2 separate regions of the Phocoena phocoena genome follow, and region 2 is linked to region 1. The links are chromatin contacts, called in public Hi-C maps. All regions are on one chromosome and are shown on one strand. Each heading gives the region's core, a stretch centred on a gene start, on an enhancer-like site or on the middle of the called end of the contact. The rest is flanking DNA. Distances are from core to core; before and after follow the strand shown. Region 1 holds the start of NVL (nuclear VCP like). Region 2 holds the start of FBXO28 (F-box protein 28).

The links. A called contact is a pair of places that touch in the nucleus more often than the background predicts.
Region 2: a contact with region 1 is called in a Hi-C map of lung, with 7 times the contacts expected there. The contact joins the promoter of FBXO28 here to the promoter of NVL in region 1. A contact is called at or near these places in 2 of 2 Hi-C or Micro-C datasets (kidney and lung).

Annotation. Positions count from the first base shown.
Region 1 is chr1:165,225,770-165,228,396 of mPhoPho1.1, forward strand. NVL (nuclear VCP like) reads left to right here and starts at 1,345. Exons shown (of 23, transcript XM_065871782.1): 1 at 1,345-1,401. The coding sequence starts at 1,345.
Region 2 is chr1:165,434,186-165,436,812 of mPhoPho1.1, forward strand. It overlaps FBXO28 (F-box protein 28), which reads right to left and starts at 1,298. Exons shown (of 5, transcript XM_065889737.1): 1 at 1,000-1,298. The coding sequence starts at 1,266.

The DNA of each region.
Region 1 (2,627 bases), core at 95-2,594:
GGATTATGTTTTATTTGGCAGACTAACTGAGGACTATACCCCTGGGAACCAGCCTCTGCAATAGCTGTGTGATCCAAAGAGGTAAGGGAGGAGCCAGGATGCATAGGAAGTTTTGCTGAAAACAAAAACAAAAACCTTTAGTTGAACATCAAAAGATTACCGCTAATCACAAAAAACAGACATCTCAAGTCAATGATTTTAGTGCTTTTTTATGTACGGGAAGATGCAAGAGTCTGGCCTTATTGAAATTATGCCTTTGATATGCACCTTAACTATCTAGGGTCAGTATCCTGTTTTTCTCCATCCTGAATTCCTCTCAGGGTGCACCACTGGGGGCAGCAAGAGTGGCTGATGGCTTTATGGCCACAATATCCTTTGTTTACTAAAATGGCAGGCAACATGCTTTATCCACACTGTCAACATCTCACCATCTTCTCTTAATTCCATCACTACTTAGGCCACACTTTATATTGTCATAAGCCAAGTAAGACCTCAAATAAGGATACTGAAAACACGATTAAAACAAGCAAACAAACAGAAACTAAAGCCAGTAAATTTTTTGATAATGGTTCCTTTATTTAGTGTCTCCTTCGCTGCAAGATGAACTTATTGCGGGCATACACATACGTTTAATAAAATTCTGGGCAGTTTCTAAGCCAAGATGGAGTCTGCCACTGGATGTGCTCAATGAATTATCTGTCAAAAATACCATAATAGCAAGTGATTTCCAAATGTAACAGATGGTTTGGTTATCTGGGTAAGCTAATCTTTCCTTCTCTTTTGACACCAAGCCCCTTTGTCGGGTCTCAGTAATGCGCGTCACAGGGTGGGAGAGGAAGCAGCAGGGTGGCGGTGTTTTTATCCTGATCTAATCGTCCCAAGTATCTAGTTTTTGTTTTGTTAAGATTCTAAGTCAAGATTAACTTTACATTCGCAAACGGTGCGCCTGGAACGCCTAGAATCTGACAACCAAAACCGGCTACAAACAGATGCGTGGAGCCAGGCGCCCGCACTAACCTCCCCGCAGCCGCCTATGCGCTTCACCTCACAGTTGGGAACAATAAAGTTGAGCGTGTTCAAACGGGTCCTTGTCTTCCAGGGCCTCTCGGACAAGCCTGTAAGATAAGACTCCTAGAAACTCCCTACTGCTTTCAAGTCTTCTCCGTGTGTTTTCGGTAGTTTTTTTTCCTCACTCGCCATACAAAACTCCTGAGGGGAACGGCACGGGCTAGGCCGGCTTGGGGAGCATTTCTGGGGGAAGCCGGCCCGGCGTTCGCCGCGGGCAGCCTCGGGGAGGCCCTCGGTTCACGTGAAGCCCAGGCTGCGGCGACGGAAGCAGAAGCGATGAAGCCCAGGCCCGCGAGGTTTGTGGATAATAAGCTGAAGCAGCGCGTCATCCAGGTGTGTATCCCGAACGGCCAGGCCTCACAGTGGTCCGCGTTCGGTGCCCAGGGTCACCGCAGGCCCCTTCTCGGGGGGCTCCCAGCTCGAACCCGATAAGCCGCCTGCTCTAGTCTGGGTGCGGGCGTGGGGCTGTTGACAACTCCGCTTCTTTGCGAGCGGTTCGAGGCCTTCCCTTCTCACTGTGGGTCGGGGTTTCACGGAGCAGCCCGAGACCGTGGGAGGCTGCGGCTTGGTGGGGCCCAGCCCGGATCTGCTTGACCTCAGTGCAGATCAGCAAGGAGAGTGCAGATGGCCTTTGAGTTTAAATCTTCCTGTCTTGTGAAGTAGGGACGGAAACATTCTTCGAAAGCCCGTGTGGGCGAAGCGCTTTGGGAGCCATGAAGAATACGTTAATTTCCATTCTCAGGAAATTTGGGGTCAGGTTGGGACACAGTAAAAACAGGTACTCTGGATCTGACTTTATAATGGGCACTTTACCTACGGTTTTTTTTTTCATTTTCATAATCACCAGTGGAATGCATTGTGTGGTAAATGTCTCGGAATGGTATAGTCAGCACGCAATCTTAGTTAGAAAGAGAGACAGATACTTTAAGAGCTATATACTCTCCTTCTGTCTCTTTTACTTTTCCGGCCACTGTACAGTCTCCTTTTTGGATCTGTCTCTTCCTACCATCTGTAGGAAGTGCCTTTGAGCACCTGTGCTCTTACCTTCTCTTTCGTTATCCTCGTACTTCTCTCTTATCCATCCACACTTCTAGGTGATCTCATGCAGTCTAGTACCTTTAAATACTATTTACACATTCATTACTTCTAAATTTATATTATAATCCAATGCAGATTTTATCTTGAATTCCAGATTGATACATCTAGCTGCCTACTCACCATCTCCTCTTGAGTGTCTGATAGATATTTCAACTTAACGTATCCAAACTAAACTTTTGATATTCTCCTCCAAACCTGTCCTTTCTTAGTGTTCTTTATCTCAGTAAATAACATCCATTTGTTAAGGCCAAAAACCTTAAGACTCATTCTGACTTTTGCTTCCTGTAACCAATTAATCAGCAACCTATTTGGCTTTACCTTCAAAATATATTTCAAACCTAACCACTTTTTACCATCTCCTCCAACATGCTAGTTCATACCACACTCCCTATTAGAGTATTGGAGTAGCTTCCTAATTGATCTCTCTGATTCTGGTTTTACTTAAAGTCTGTTCCCCACAG
Region 2 (2,627 bases), core at 48-2,547, 210 kb after region 1:
CTTTGTCCTCTTAAAAACAACCCGACCACAGATTTAGCTTCCACACAGAATCGGTCTGCAATCATTTCAAAATGTCCACCTCCTTCAATTTCCTTACCACTTAAATTCACTGAAAGGAAGCAAAATACCTGACTGAACTAAGATATTCATCAAACCTTCAATGAAACTTCTGGAATGAAGAAAATCCCAATGGCAATTTATTTTCATAAATCATGGACTAAACTACTGTGATTTTAAGGTATAAAACCTCTCCTAAAGCTGGTGGGTGGGCGTAAATCACTAGTTAGAAAACGAACTGCAGGAAAGAAAAAAAACCTTCTCAAGGGGCAAGTTGCTTCACTATGGGTGGGAAGTATCAGGGGTGAGGCAAAGCCGGAATAGTCACTTCTCAGGGCTCTACTTTACTGGTCAACTAGGGCGCTGGGGTTGAGGCTACGTTCCAATTCCTCCAAACCTCTACCGGCTTTTGGGAGGACCGACCGATCCGACTTTATTTTCTGGAACAAAAAAACTTAGCGGGGGGGGGGGGGGGGCGGGGTAACAATACGTTATTCTCGCAGACAAACCAAACCTGGCTAGGATCATCTCGCCTACTTCGGAGTGCTGGCCCCCTAACTCCGGCCGGGGGCTGGAGGGTGATATACAAAAGGCAGGTGGCGAGACCCCTCCGGGGTCCACATTCAGGTCGGGAGGAGGTGGGAAGCCCAGCTCCCGCTGCCTCCCCGGCCGCGGCCCCGCTTCCGGGTGGGGGGCACGGAGCCCCCCAAGGCCAAGTTCCCGCACGCAGTCGCCCCCAGCCCCAAAGCAAGGGCAAAATCCGGACAAGACCCGCGGACCGGCCCCGACAGAGACTTTGGGGCGGGAGGGGCGCACTCGGTGCTCTGGCGCCGGCTGAGGCTCCCAAGGGGCTCCCTCCCCGGGGAACGCTCTCTCCCTCTCGGGCCCTCCCCAAACCTCGGCCCGGCGGAGAGGGCGGCGGGGGTCCCGTGGGGGCCTCACCAGGCGGAGCTGGCTAATTTCGTCGTAGGACATAAAGCTGAGGATGTTTTCGATGGCTACGATGGGCAGCGCCACGAGCGTGTTGTTTTGAGGCAGCTGGTCCGGAGCCAGCGCCGGGGGCGGGGGAGCCTGGGACCCCGGCTGCGGGGCCTGGGGCGGGGGAGGTGGGGGCAGTCGCTGGGTAGAGCCGATGGCCGAAGGGGAGCCGCCGTCGCCGTGGCCACCGCCTCCTTCCTCAGCCATCCGCTCCTCCGACGCCGCCGCCATCTTGGGGGTTTGATTCCTTCCTCCCAGAGCAAGGGGAAGAGGGACACTTCCTGTGCGTCACTTCCGCCTCTTGAGCCGCCGGGGAGGGGCACCTGGAGAAGGGGGAGGAGCCCGTGGATGACAGAAGAGAGAGACACATTGCTGCTTGTTCAAGTGGGAAGCAGAGAAGAAAGATAGTCTTTGTAAGCCCTTTCTTCTAAGATTGGAAACGACTTGAAGGCAAGGGAGCCCTGTCTAAAATGAACTTCATCGTGCAATTTTCTTAAAGTGCTTTCCTGATAAAGGGAGATAAAAATTATGTTAACTAGTGTCGATGGAATGATGTAGAGTATCATCATTTTTCAAGAACCATAGTAATAATTGATTTAGTTAAAAAGGAATGAGGGATTGATTAAAACTACCATATGAATGAACTCTGAATACATGTTCAATTAAAGAAGCCAGACACAAAGGACCACGTATTGTATGAATCCGTTGATATGAAATGTCTGAAATAGCCAAATCGACAAAGACAGAAAGTAGATTAGTGGTTCCCAGGGGCTGGAAAGAGCAAAGGAAAGGGGAATGACTGCTAAGGGGTGAAAGGTTTCTTTCTGGGGTGACGAAATGTTCTGGAATTAGATAATGGTGATTGGTGCACAACTTTGTGAATATACTAAAAACCAATGAACTGTACACTTTCAAATAGTGAATTTTATAATACGTGAATTGTATCTCAATAAAAAATTGATTTAGGCAAGAATCATCAAAAGATGCTAAAACTAGAAAGTAAAGGTGTGATGTGGAATATAATATTTACATAGTCTCAAAATAATCCCCATAAATTACCTATCAATTACAAAATAAAAAGGTTTACAATAGTGAAATTTGGTGGACACCACCACACCAAATGATCAAAATTGACATCATGAGTTATGGGGAGAAATGTATATTATACAGCTCCTGATGTGTTATCTTAAAAAGGACATAACATAATGTGGTATTCCTACCAAAAAATACATAACCTGTATTTGAGGTAGACAAATCTAGGTAACTATCCCATCATCTTAAAAAAGGTTAATGTCATGAAAGACAAAAACTATGAAATTTTACCAGATTAAAAGAGACGAAAGCAACAAGATAACTAAACATGGGTGATCCTGGATTGGATCATGGAGTAGGAATAAGCGCAATAAGAACATTACTGTGACAATTGGCAAAATTTGAATAGAGAATATACGTTAGATAATAATATTGTAATCGTATTAAGTTTCCTGACTTGGATAATTTTATTGCAGTCACATAAGAGAATGTCCTTCTTCTTAGGAAATACACGTTGAAGTGTTTAGGGTGTAAAGGAGCATGATATCTCAATTTGCTCT